2 separate regions of the Oryctolagus cuniculus genome follow, and region 1 is linked to region 2. A link is a contact called in public Micro-C data. All regions are on one chromosome and are shown on one strand. The core of a region is the stretch at or near the end of the contact, and the rest is flanking DNA. Distances in the headings are between cores, read along the strand shown.

Evidence for each region. A called contact is a pair of places that touch in the nucleus more often than the background predicts.
Region 1: a contact with region 2 is called in a Micro-C map of ear pinna, with 4 times the contacts expected there. The contact joins the promoter of ARSG here to the enhancer-like site in region 2. A contact is called at or near these places in 4 of 6 Hi-C or Micro-C datasets (ear pinna, psoas muscle, skin fibroblasts and 1 more).

The regions. Positions count from the first base shown.
Region 1 is chr17:11,367,919-11,375,407 of mOryCun1.1, forward strand. It overlaps ARSG (arylsulfatase G), which reads right to left and starts at 6,178. Exons shown (of 12, transcript XM_051825882.2): 1 at 5,899-6,178.
Region 2 is chr17:11,258,038-11,264,911 of mOryCun1.1, forward strand. ARSG (arylsulfatase G) reads right to left here. Exons shown (of 12, transcript XM_051825882.2): 10 at 208-328. Among named protein-coding and RNA genes, the nearest start is that of WIPI1, 56 kb to the left of the region's middle. Within about 2 kb of position 1,619, at least 3 of the 8 cell types and tissues checked have an H3K27ac peak or open chromatin away from gene starts, as enhancers often do. A contact at or near this core is called in ear pinna, where this site is marked.

The DNA.
Region 1 (7,489 bases), core at 4,928-7,427, 110 kb after region 2:
TTGGCCACAATGGCCGGAGCTACGCCTATCCGAAGCCAGGAGCTTTCTCCAGGTCTCCCACGTGGGTGCAGGGGCCCAAGGATTTGGGTCATCTTCCACTGCTTTCCCGGGCCATGGCAGAGAGCTGGATCAGAAGTGGAGCAGCTGGGACAAGAACCGGCGCCCATATGGGATGCCAATACTACAGGCGGCAGCTTTACCCACTACGTCACAGCGCCGGCCCTGCCTTTATTTATTTGAAAGGCAGCACTACAGACAGAAAGAGAAAGAGGTTTTCCATCCGCTGGTTCACTCCCCAAATGGCCACAATGACCAGGGCTGGACTAGGCCAAAGATGGGAGCCATAAGCTTCTTCCAGGTCCCCCACTTAGGTCCAGGGGCCCAAGAACTTAGGCCATCTTCTGCTGCTTTCCCAGGCGCATTAGCAGGGATCTGGGTTGGAGGTGGAGCAGCCAGGACTAGAACCGGCACCCATATAGCATGCCAGCATCACAGGTGGTAGCTTTACCAGCTACTCCATAGCGCTGACTACACCCTCCCCCCAGGAATTCTAAAGTCCTCAAATAAACAGTACCAATTCCATGCCAGGGGCTGCAAGCTTTGTCTGTAAAGATCCAGATGGTAAATATTTAGGGCTTTGCAGGTCATGAGATCTCTGTCCCAACTACTCCGCTCTGCCACTGTAGGCCCAGACCACGGACAACTCAATGAGCACAGATGATTCTATAAAGTTTTATTTATGGTTACTGGAATCTGAATTTCATAAAATTGTCATATATCAAATACCATTTTTATTTTTCCAATCACATAAAAATATTTTTAAAAAATTATTAGTGCACAGCTGTAAAAAAAAAAAAAAGCGAGTAAGAAAGGCGGTGGGTGGGATTCAGGCTGTGAGCACGGTTTCCAGCCTCCTCTAGGCACCTGTGACAGTGGACAGGGTCGGGTGGAAACTGAAGGGAAGGGTGGGCTCTGTGACCAAGGTGATTCTTAGACGTGGGAACCAAAGACAGGAAAGACCACAGCTGATAACACGTTTATTAATTACCAGTCTTCACTTCCTGTGACCAGAGATTCTGCTTTGACCTTGTTCACCTCATGTTGTGGTATAAATGTGGTCTCTTCCCCTCCCCCAAAATAAAATTAGTACCCTTGTAAAAATCAGTTAGAGGTAGGTGTTTGGCCGAGTGGTTAAGATACCCCATCCCACATCAGAGTGCCTGGGCTCAAGGCCCAGCTCCTGGTTCCAGACTCCAGCTTCCTGTAATGCAGATCCTGAGAGTGATGGCCCAAGGAGTTCGCTTCCCACCCCCCATGTGGAGACCTGGATCCAGTTCCTAGCTGCCGGCTGTGGTTCATCCTTTTTTTTTTTTTTTTTAATTTAATTTAATTTTTTTTATTTTTATTTATTTATTTTTTTAACAGGCAGAGTGGACAGTGAGAGAGAGAGACAGAGAGAAAGGTCTTCCTTCGCCGTTGGTTCACCCTCCAATGGCCACCGCGGCCGGCGCGCTGTGGCCAGTGCACCGCGCTGATCCGATGGCAGGAGCCAGGTGCTTCTCCTGGTCTCCCATGGGGTGCAGGGCCCAAGCACTTGGGCCATCCTCCACTGCACTCCCTGGCCACAGCAGAGAGCTGGCCTGGAAGAGGAGCAACCGGGACAGAATCTGGCGCCCCGACCGGGACTAGAACCCGGTGTGCCGGCGCCGCAAGGCGGAGGATTAGCCTAGTGAGCCGCAGCACCGGCCCCCCCCTTTTTTTTTAAGATTTTATTTTATTTATTTGAAAGAGTTAGAGAGAGAGGAGAGGCAGAGAGAGAGGTCTTCCATCTGCTGGTTCACTCCCCAGATGGCCGCAACAGCTGGAGCTACGCCGATCTGAAGCCAGGAGCCAGGAGCTTCTTCCGGGCCTCCCACATCGGTGCAGGGGCCCAAGGACTTGGGCCATCTTCCACTGCTTTCCCAAACGATAGCAGAGAGCTGGACCAGAAAAGGAGCAGCTGGGACTAGAACAAGCGTCCATATGGGATGCTGGCACTTTAGGCCAGGGCGTTAACCTGCTGTGCCACAGTGCTGGCCCCTGTGGTTCAGCCTAACCCAGGCCCACTACAGCTCCAGCCATTGTGAGCAACTGGGGAGTGAACCAGCCAGTGAGAACTCTGTCCCTGTACACCTTGAATTTAAAACAAAACAAAACACACACACAAAAACAAAACAAAACAAACAAACAAACAAAAACACACACACACAAAAAAACACAGGGCTGGCGCTGTGACACAGTGGGTTAAAGCCCTGGCCTAAAGTGCCGACATCCCACAGGGCACTGGTTCTAGTCCCAGCTGCTCTTCTTCTGGTCCAGCTCTCTGCTATGGCCTGGGAAAGCAGCAGATGACGCAAGTGCTTGAGCCCCTGCACCCACGTGGAAGACCCGAAAAAAGCTCTCGGCTCCTGGCTTCAGCCCGGCCCAGCCCCGGCCATTGTGGCCATTTGAGGAATGAACCAGCCAAACTAACAGATAGATCTCTGTCTGTCTCCCCCTCTCTCTGCAGCTCTGCCTTTCAAGTAAATAAAGTAAATCATTAAAAAACCAAAGAGCAACAACAAATCAGTTGCCGTTTTAAGACAAATGTATCCTTCATTGATACAATGTTTCTAAACCTTTTAACAAAGTTATCAATTTTATACTCCATCCTGTATAATGTACCTTTAGTGCTCTTGCATTTCCGTTAGCATAATATCTGGTGATATCACAGAAAATGGATTCTAAATCAGGATTCCTGGGGGCCAGAGGCAAGTCACCTAGTGGGATTTATCACATTTAGGTTTCCATACTCCATTCCAAGCATTCTAAATCAGAAGTCATCACAATCCTTGCTTTTAAAAGTTCCCACAAATGAGGCTCACTAAGCAGGCCCCAGGATTCAGAAGCTATTGTCTTTACCATTCCAGATGGTTATGAACATGACTTCAGTTGGTCTGTTTAAGGACATGCTAAAAGATCACTACGCTGAGAACGAGAAGTTGCACCCTTGTGCTCAGGTCTGACCCTAAGACAGCCACGTGCCCGGAGAGCGGGGACTCCGCAGGTGGCCAGCCACCTCCACATCAGAAGGAAACTAGGTCCCCCTGGCGTTCAGTGTGGATAATGACCCCTCGAAGTGCAGAACAGGGAAAGCAGCTGCAGAACTCGCGAGCTGGCCTGCTGTGTAGGAACTCACAGCCAAATCAAAACAACCTCTGTAGCCATCGGTTTCCTGCACGAGAAACTGAACAGCACATGTGACATCCCTGCCTTGCCAGACAGCACCGAGAGAACACACGTGGTGGCCGTGGATTTCCTTCATTTCCACAGCCGTCTCGCGAGTCCACTCAAGAACGCGCACGCTCACACCCGGGCACTTCGACACCCTGCAGTCACTGGGTTCCTGCTCTGCATCGCTGACTCCCGTCCTCAGTCCCCACCGTACCCCTGCGCTCCAGACTTACGTGAAGGGACTTCAGAATGTTCCTGGACAATGAGATACAACGATGTTTGTTTTGGTTACAAAACAAAACAAAACCTTGAAATCCACAGACCGCTTTGGCATCCAACACATTTTTCCAGGATTTTCTGAGCTTGCCTCACGTATGCACGCATGGGCAGGACCCAGATGGCCTGCAGAGATCTGGATCCTCCTCCTCAAACCTGCTGCTCTGCATGTCCAATCGGCTCTGCTCTCTAAACACATCCAGAAGCCGACTGCTTTTGCCAGCTCTACCAGTAAGCACCCTTTGCCAGGCAAAGACAGTCTTGGCCAGGTTATCACAGCAAGGCTCCAGATGCCCTGCCTGCGTCCACTCTTGCTACATGCCACCCCCACCTGAATTTTCTAGACAGCTGCCACAGTAATCCTTCCAAGGCACAGGCCACGCATAAATCCTTAACATAAATCCTATGTGAGCTGCCTGATGCCATGAGGTCTCCCTTGGCTCCAGCTACGTCAGCCTCACAGTGGCCTCAGGCCTCAGCACTGTTCCCTTTGCCTGGTGCAGCCCTTCCTTAGATGTGCCCAGGGTATGACCCTTCAATGTGCTCGCTTCCAAATGTCACCTCCCTAACAGCCCTACGCAGGACACTACCGTTTCTGTCCCCTTACTCTCCCTGTTAGGATTGTTTGCGTTTCCTCCTCCACTAGCTCTCACTAGTGTTACAGAGTTGGCTTTGTGTTCACTGCTACGTCCCCCAGACTTCAAGTACAGCATGGCGTACTGTAGGTGGCACTTCATAAATACTGTTGAACCAATGAGTGACTTCTTTGTTTTTTCTCGGTCCCTTTTATCACCCCTGTAACTACAAAGGGGGAAAATGTTCCTATGTGTGATTATAGCTTGAGAGCTGGGTGGCTCTGAAGCTACTGGATGTCCCTAGGACACCGAAAACATTGTGCTCAAAACCTACGGGGTGGGTGCCGGCGCTGTGGCACTACCAGTTAGCCACAGCCTGCAGTGCCTTCATCCCTTGTGGGCGCCAGGTTCAAGTTCCAACTGCTCCACTTCTGATGCAGCTCCCTGCTAATGCGCCTGGAAAAGCAGTGGAAGATGGCCCAAGTCCTTGGACCCCTACACCCAGGTGGAAGACCTGGATGGAGTTCCTGGCTCCTCGCTTCAGCCTGGCCCAGCCCCGGCCATTGCAGTCATTTGGGAAGTGAACCAGCCCAGCGGATGAAAGATCTCTCTATATATAATTCTGTCTTTCAAATAAATAAATAAATCTTAAAAAAAAAAAAAAAAGCTATGGAATCCACATTTGCAGACAGGTCTCAGGCGCCCAGCTGCAGGGCCGCATCAGCTGGAAGCACACACTCATACCCACGAGCTGGGCAGGAGTGGACACCACGCTGGGTGCGCAGAGGAAGGGCTGTGGGCTTTCACACACTACCCAGCACGTTTTGTTTTGAACTTTACCTTTCTCCCAAAGCCCTCTCTTCTTTTCATGCTGCTTTTTCAGACGACCCTAACTGGCAGCCAGTGCTTTTCTGGACAGTGCGGCTCTCTGCCTTTGGTGTTAAGGTAGAAGCACACAGACTGATTTCTCTGCCACCGGGGGTGGCTCCACTTGAATAGGACAGGCGGCAACAGAAAACTGAATGTGATAACCCCTCTGTAAACAACCTGGAGGAAGTGGTTGGGCTTTTGGCTAGTGTATTTGATTTTCGAGGAAACACAGTGACAGCGATGCAGAACTCAGAACTGGGAAGACGTGGGGGCTGGTCCCCTTTTTGCCAGGGGTTTAAACACACACAAGTTAACTTAGCTCCTGCAGGCTCGTTTTCCTTCTCCGTGACAGGGGCTACACAAACTCCACATTTACACCTCACAACTCTGCTTTCCAAAAATGAAAATGCAGTTAAAGGAGATACCAGGCTGTAGGCAATGACAGGGGAGATTAAACATCTGCAAGAACAGCAAGATTCAACCTTAGTCAGCACTGAACCCAGAAGCCTTCACCCGGCCACGCCCCGTCAGCGCGAATCTCTATCAATTCAGTTCCATGGTCCACCTTTCCCGGGCACTAGAGAGGTGTAGCGATCCGGAGCCGCGCTGTCCAACACAGCAGCCACAAGCCACGTGGGGCTGCTGAGCCCTCGAGTGTGCGTGCTATTGTGCAAAATCTTGCCGGATTCTGAAGACTTGGCAGGGAAAAAAAGCATTTACCAATCTATTGATTACATGTGGAAATCGTAAATAAATGATTAATTCCACCTGCTTCTTTTTGCGTTTGCTACTGCGGCCATGAGAAAAATTAGCCCTATCTCCTCCTCCGTGGCTTGCGCTGCGTTTTTATTGGACGGTGCCGCTCTGGATCCAGAAGCTTGAAAGTGACTAGGATTCAAACTAGCAAACGCAGCGCTTCGCAAACCTCTGGGCGAGAACCGACTCCACTCACTGCTCCGCGGCCGGCGCCATCCTGATTCTCCGAGGCCGTGCCCAGCGCGCACACGGGGGACCCGCAGCGGAGGCTGCGGCGGAGGCGGGCACCCTGGGTCTCTGACGCCAGAGGCGGCGCGGGCCGCAGACCCCTGCCCACACACACCGCCGAGCAGTCCCTGCGGGCGGAAACAGGTGGTGCGCGGGCCGCAGGCGGCTGCTGGGCCCGCACCCGCCGGGCGCACCCAGGGACGGCGACGCGCTTCCTGCCGGGAGGGCCCGGGCGAGCGCAGGGCCGGCTTTAGCGGCCCCGCGGCTGCCTGCTTGGATTTTAGCACTCGGGCTCCGAGGAGGGAGCCGCCCGGCCGGGCCGCGCCGAGGGCTCCACATTTCGAAGTATTCCTCAGGGCGGCCTGTGCCTCAAGAGCAAACCGAAAACCAGCTGGACAAGAACTGACTGACGGGCAGTCCTTGCCAGATTCTGCTTAATCCTCACCATGAAGTGTCTGGGCCGAAACGCCAACGTTTAACCCTTCCCGGGGCTGCGGAGATGGTAACCGGCAGCGCCGGGAACAGGATCGGTATTCAGACAGCGGGAAGTTGTCTTTGCCAGGTCAATGCCTTGTTTGTTCTGCATTTTCAGAGAAAAACCTGCCTGGGCTTCTGCTGTTATTTAGTGAAAATCACTTTTTAAAATGACAAAGATTTAACTATAATTGCAGTAAACAAAATGTATTTTTAAAGTTAACCCTTAAAAATGGTCCAAAAGTATGTAAAATTAGCTACACACAGTATTTACATGGATTGCTGAATAAATGTCTATTCTATAAATTTAGCTTAGTCCAATTTTAACTAGAATTAGATTGTAAATTTTTTATTCAGGGCCAGCACTGTGGCGCAGTGGGTTAAGCCACTGCCTGCAGGGCCAGCATCCCATATGGGCACCAGTTCGAGTCCTGGCTGCTCTACTTCCAACCCAGCTCCCGGCTAATGGCCTGGCGAAGCAGTCTAGGATGGCCCAAGGGCTTGGGCTCCTGCACCCACATCGGAAACCAGTAAGAAGCTCCTGGCTCCTGCCTGGGCCAGTCCTGGCCGCCGAGGCCATCTAGGAAGTGAACCAGGGGATGGAAGATCCGTCTCTCCTTCCTCCACAATTCTTTCAAATAAATAAACACATCGTTCTAAAAAAATTATTTATTCAAAAGGCAGAGACAGAAACAAGATCTTCCATCTGCTGGTTCCCTCCCCCAAATGCCTGCAACAGCTAGTAGGGCTGGACCAGGCTGAAGCCAGGAGCATAGAACTCCAGGTCTCCCACATGGGTAGCAGGGACCCGAGTACTGCAGCCATCACCTGCCGTTTCCCAGAGCACAAGCTGGAACTGAGCGCACAGCCTGGGATGTGGGCATCCCAAGTGCATTTAACCGCTGTGCTCAACACCAGCACCTACTGTACTGTTTCACATTCAGTGTTGTTCCTGCTCTCTCACACTGCAGAGTAGGCACAAGCAGACTTCCTATTTATAGCTTACCCAAATAACTAATCCCCAGTATATTCGCCTAGGCAAAGATGCGTCTTCTAGG
Region 2 (6,874 bases), core at 369-2,868:
CCACCCGTGACGCACAGTTAAACGTGAATCTGGACTGATGAGCTGGCTGGGTGACGGGCACGGAGTGCAAAGCAGGGATCATCTCCCAGGATCCACCCCTCAGGGCTCCTTGCAGGGGCTGACCTTCTGAGGGTAGTTCTGTTTGCACAAAGGCAACAAAGGCCTGGATGAAGAGCCCAGGTGTGGGCCCACGCCTCCGCCACTTACCCTGTGTCCAGTCTGGGACCGGCCCAAGAGCACCTCGGAGACATCCAGACCGTCAAAGTGCCGGCCTTGGGGCAGGCTGGCCCCAGCCAGGGCTACCACAGTGGGGAAAATGTCCAGCACGCTGCAGAGAAGGAGAACCACATTAGCCCAGCTCTCTGACTCCTCCCTGGCCCTGCCACAGTTGAAACCCACCGGACCCAGCCCAGACAGGCACTGACAGCCTCCCACATGGCCGCTCTCCACGCCTGTGTTTCCTCCAGGTTCTGCTCCTCCGAGGGGCAGAATGTGCAGTGGTTCAGCAGCCAAGCTCTGCGGCCTGAGTTCAAATCCCAGCTGTATCAGCTCAATGCCTCAGTTTTCTAGTCTCGAAAATGGGCGTGATACTAAATGTGCTTGTCTCACAGGGTGGCCATGTGGATGAAAAGGGAAGACCCAGAGAAGCCCTGACACTCAGAAAGTGGTTATTGAATGTCTGCATTACAGCTCACAGGGGCACACCATGAGGAAGGGGTTCTGCACATCACCAACGAGGCCACAGCCACTTGATTTGAGGGAGAGCTGTGTGACAGGTGTCACCAAGAGAACGCTCACTTCATTTTGCATTGCCTGGGTCTCTACTATACATAGTCTTTGTTTAGGATGTCTTGATACAGCAAAGACTCCATCCCCTTTATTTTAGCAAATTTGCGCGTTACGGAAAAGTGAATGCTGTGGCAGGCCATGTCTGGTCTGGCAGTCGAGGTGCTGGTTGAGATGGCACTGCAGTGCCTGGTTTAACTCTCGGCTGCAGCTGTTCCTGACTGCAGCTTCCTGCCAGCACAGACCCTGCAAGACGGCAGTGATGCTCCAGTGAGTGAGTTCCTGCCACCCTCGAGGGGAACTGCATTGAGCTCCCAGCTCCCAGCCCGGCCCCAGCCCAGCCCCAGCCCGGCCCCAGCCTGGCCCCAGCTGTTGCGGGCATTTGGAGAGTGAAGCAGCAGATGGAAGTTCTTTTTCTTTGTCTATCTTATTAATTTTTTCTAAAGTTTTATGGGGGAAAAAGTTAGAACATTCAAAAATATAAAAAGAACAACACACACACAGTCCATCACCCAAAGACAGCTGTTGTTAATATTTTGGTAGATTCTGTTAATTTTTTTTTTTTTTTACAGTCAGCGGTGCAATTTTACTATACCATACGACACATCTCCCTCCAGTCTGCTCCACTCACGTAGGAAAAAACTCTTCAGCAAGAACAAAGGAGCGGCTCTTTCAACAGAGCCATTTGTCTGAGGACCCGGCCAACTGAGTCAGTGGGGCCTGGTGGAGCCAGGAGCCCGGGCCAACGGGAGGCTAGGCTTCCTCCAGGAAGAAGGCCGCGGTCCCTGTGGTGAGGCAGGCAGGAGACTTCAGACTCACGGCCAGGGAGGTCTTGAGGGCTACACCTCCCACTCTCCCCCTCCTGAGGACTGAAGTGGGACTCTCCACCTTTCAGGGGTGACAGAAGGCACCAGCCCACCCACCTCCTCCTCCTCTCTAGGGCTCTGCCTACAACCCCAGGCCAAACGTCTGCAGCACAGGGAGTGTTTCTGTTTGCCACCAAGCTGGTGGTTTATCTCTTGAGATACTCACTCCAGGAGCTGGCATCGCATTCAGATGCAAAGCCAAGGCGTGCAGAGTCAGCACTCAGAGTACAGAACAGTCCAGAAACCTGTCCAGAGTCCAAGGTACCCGCCACAAACCAGGGAAGCAAAGACGGCAATGCAGTCTGAAAAGGCCAGGGTGGTCTGGGGGTGTCGGTTTAAGTTCTTTCTACACTGTACCCCTAAGAGAGAGTAGCTTCACAGATGGGTCACATCACAGAGCAAGAAAAACAGGAACTGCGTTAGATGTTGAAATGGCTGGTATACTTTCTTTTTCCATCTGATTTTTTTCCCCCTCCATCATGAGGTTAGCATCCTAATTATATAGCACCAAGTCTAATGTTCACGGAATCCCAGTGTCTCAGAGTTTGGCAGGAACCTCAGAGGTACCTCGTCGACCCAGATCACGAAGAAAACCTCTCGCCCACGAGGAAAGCTTCCGCCCGCCCTGTGACTCATGCTGCTCCGGGCGGCCCAGTGCAGCACTGGCCAGCTTGGCTGTCAAAACGTCCTTAAGTAATGCATCGAGACAAGTCCCTGGAGTTCTCCCTGGAAGAGGGAGATGCCCCTGGCACACGCAGCCCCAATGCCACCGCCTGGCTCCGTGTGAACCTTGAGGAAGCATCCGACTGGCAAGGGCTCCCAGCAGTACCCCAGCTCCCCCAGACCTCAAATCTCAACTAAGAAATCGGTCCTGGGTTTCTTCAAAACCAGAAAGACCCAAACCAAACCAAACCAACTGAAAACCTGCACTGTCAAGTTCTCACATTCATTCGGAAGCTTGGCTTGGGGCACAGCCACAGCCCACCCTTTGTGGACAGGGGAGCTTCTTCCTCCATAAAACATGTATCAGGTAGACTGTGTGACTGCCGTGATACAAAAATGAATACATAATTAGTATATACTAAGCCATTTTATTCCACCTAAAAGTCCCCTTTTTCCCTTGCTATTATAAAAGAATTTTAAAATGTTCGAGGTCCCTAAGCATCCCTGTGTCTCTGACCTGACAGAGAAACAGCCCCGGCTTCTGACCAAGGAAGCTCCGCTCCCAAGGAAGACCTTTCGGCGATGAGAAGGGCTGGCCAGAGCCTGTGCCTGAAAGGCGAGGGCTGAGAGGCTGTCCCGGCAGCGGGCAAAGACTTCTTTGCAGGTTCCATCCCCCTGTGAACACACTTCATGAGGCCTCTTCTCCTCTCATGGCTGCAGCTCACAGGGGGAGGGACTTGCTCCCAGTGGAAGCCTGGGTGGGCTTCAGGGCACTGACAGAACTCAGGCGCCCTGCTGACTCGTCCTGGGGATGCAGGGAGGGGTCAGGGGAGGGGTGTCCTAGAGGCCCAGGATGTCTAATCTGGGAAAAAGGAAGTGAGAAGAGGCAGGAGCAATTCAGGAAGGACTCAGGTGCTGGGCCTAGAAGCAGCTCTTTTTGGTTTTCAATTTTTGTTTTTAATTATTTGTTAATTTATTTTAGAGGGAGGGAGGGAGGGGGCAAGAGAGAGTTCTTATGCACTGGTTCACTTCCCCAGATGCCCATATCAGAGCTGGACTTCCATTCCCATGGGGGTGACAGGGACCCAAGTACTTGAGCCATCACCTGCTGCCACCCAGGGTGTGCATTAGCAGGAGGCACTCCGGTGTGGGACATGGGAGTCTTAACCAGCATCTAACTTCCGGGCAAACTGCCTGCCCCGGGAGGGTTCTCTGTCCCTGGGGCACAAAGGCAATTCTCTTCCTGCACTTGGTTCTCAGCTTCTTCCTTGATTGCCAGTCCCTGTCATTGCCGCCTAGTCAAGCTAGGTCCCTACCCGACCTGGTCTCGGCCACACAGCAGGGATCTGAGTGAAGCCTGTGTCTGTGTTTGACCTGGTAGTTCCCCCTAGTCACCCCATGAGCAACCCTCATATCCCTCCTAGAGGCCAGCACAGCCCAATTTCAGGGAGAACACGGTCTCAGAGCATCAGGGGATGCCCAAAAGCAACCCACGCATATCCCTTCCAAAGCAGAGCCCAGAGGGGCCAGGAGTGGGCTTGGGGTGTGACCACCTCCCCATCCCCCCATTCCCACCGTCCACTGCCAGACCCGGGGAAGTGTGGCCAGGCTGTGTGGGACAGTGACGCCTAAACCACGGGGCACTGACGTGAACAGACTGCTTGCAGCTTCTGCTCCTGGGACCTGGGTCTGTGCCTCAGGACAGGACGGAGAGTGCTGAATCCCCCGGCTGCCTTGTGACTCCTCCAGACACATGAGGACAGCCACAAGACAGCCCCTGGACACTCTGCTCTCCCGGCTCGGCGGCAGCTTAGCTGTTTTCCAGATGCGGTTATCTCGGGTCCTTTCTACCGCTGCAGTCACCTCACACTGGCCCCAGTCCATCTCCGAGAGCCTGGTGCTCCTCCCTGAACAAGATGGGGACTCCAAGCTCGGCTGCAGGGCAGCCCTGCGCCTTCCTGAACGTGGCTAAGGGGAGGGGCACTCAAACGCTCGTTCTCAACCTGCCTGCTTTTGTCCTCGCAGGGGACATCTGCTGCTTCCTGGAAACATTTTGTTTATCCCGGCTGGGAGGAGGGGTGGCTTCTGGCATCTGGAGGGTAGAGGCCAAAGGTGCTACTGAACATCCTAAATTGCACAGGACAGTGCCCCACAGCAAATCATCTTTAGCCCAAAATGTCAATGATGACAAGCTTGAGAAACCCTGCATCACCGTTAACATTCTATTTATTTATTTATTTTCATTTTACTTGAAAGGCAAAGAAACAGAGGGAGAAATTAGAGACAGAGACAGTTCTTCCATCTGCTGGTTCAGTCCCCAAATGCCTATAACAGCCAGGACTGGGCCAGGCCAAAGCCAGGAGCCTGGAACTCAACCTGGGTGTCGCACGTGGGTGGCAGGAGTCCAAGCACTTGGCCACTACCTGCTGCCTCCCAAGATGTGCAGCAGCAGGAAGCTGGAGAGGAAAAAGAATAGCCGGGTGTTGCGCCCAGCATTCTAATACAGGATGCAGGCGTCCCCAGTGGCAACTTCACTGCTGCACCAAACTAATGGCTACCCCTGCATTAGAGTCTTAGATCAAAACACCTATCACGACTTTCCCACGGGCTCCCAAAGCTCCTCCATACCAGGGGTTCCTATCCGACTGGCTCACAGTCTGTCTCCCCAGTCCCTGGAGCAATGCTGCACCCACAGGTGGACACAACAGACGCCTGTAGAATAAATGAATTGTCCCCATTCTGAGTTGTGTCACAGGACTTTGGGAACAAGTCACATGCAAGCCCTTTCTCTAATCTTTTCCTTACATCACCTGGGTGCATACCTGAATCCCAGTGATGGTTATCTCTAAAAGAGAACAAGAAGCAGGCTAGCTTAGCCTGGTGGTTAGGATGCCTGTGTCTCACATCAGCGTAGCCGGGTTCAATACCTGGTGCTGTCTCCTGACTCCAGCTTCCTGCCAATGCAGACCCTGGGAAGCAAAAGGGGTGGCTCAAGTCCCTGGGCTCTTATTACCTACTTGGGAGACCTGAGGTGAGTTCCCAGTTTCACCCCACCCAGCCCAGGCCAGGAGGGAGGAGTGAGCTGCCAGAAGTGCTCTGTTTCTTGCTCTCTCATTCCCTCTCAAATAAATACATTTTTATCATTTGTTTTAATTTCTAAACATTTTTATTTCAAACCTCTTTTCACCCCTCCCCAAAAAGACATGGGTTAGTACAGCAATCATAAAAACGAGATACAAACACAAGAGTCAAATGTCTCCTGCACTGACACTTACAAAAACCTGAGAATTGTACACGAGGCTTCCAAACAGAACCTGTAGCAGCTACTAACGTCCCTCTACGAGTGTCAAATATGCCTATTAACACAGTATACATTTTTATCATTTAAAAAATAAAGATAGCCAGTGGGTGTGGTGTGCCCCCCCCCCCGCCCCTCACATGCCTTTTCACCATTCACTCCGTAGTATTCTATATTCATGTGAGTGCTGACATCAAGGTGACGACTCTCGGATGACCCTAATTCCCCAGGGCCACTGGAATACAGGTTGAAGGGACTCTGACACCTTAGCTTTCAGCGGCTTAAGGGTGTCATCCCTGACCTAGAAGGAAATCTGTGTCCCTCTGAGGACTAAAGATCAGCACTGTTGGGTGCCAGGTGGGCTCCCAAGAATCTTCTCCAGTGGGGCTCTTAATCCATTTCTCCCTGGGACTGACCCTGAGAGTCAGGAGAAAGGGTAACAGACACCTAGTGGCCTTCTACCCAGCAGGGAAGCTCCGCCCAGATCTGCTTTACATGAATTCACAGGAGGAAATCCCAAGAGGGTGAGTCTCTGCAGGCAAAACTTTCCAGGTGCATTTCAACACCAGAAAAAATCCTGGAGCAGGTGTCTGACCCAGTGGTTAATATGCCCAAGTCTCCTATCATAGTGCCTGGGTTCAATTCCCAGCTGTGGCTCCTGACTCCAGCTTCCCAGTAATGCAGATTGTAGGGGGCCAGTGGTGATGGCCAGTTACTGGGTTCCTGACACCCACACGGGAGACCTGGATTGAGCTCCCAGTTCCCAGCTGCAGCCCTGGCCCAGACCAGGGCCACATCGGGCATTTGGGGAATGAACCAGCAGATGGGGGAACTCTCTCTCTCTCTTCCGCTTCTCAAAAAAAGAAATAAATAAGGTGATTGATGGATATAGATATTCTAAGAAGAGTCATTAAGGTATGCTGTTGATATCCTCATAAAATTCCAGGGGCCTTCAAGCAAATGCTACCTTGCACCAAGAATGCTTGCCTTGGTCACCAAACTGTCCCTCAGTCAGCTGTCACCTCTGAGGCCTTCGATCTTCAGTGAGATGATGCAGTTATATCATGGTGCCACAGCTGACCGTGAGCGTAAACACCCTTCTCCAATGCGAAGCAGCCGCTTGGTTTCTGGTGATGTAACTAGAAAGATGGCTGAGCTATTTGTGCATGTGCAGCCTAGCCCGTGAACACTTGGCCCCCCTCGATAAGCACTCTCACTACACCAAGTCAGCCCTATAAAAAGCAGCCCGCCTGGCCCTCTT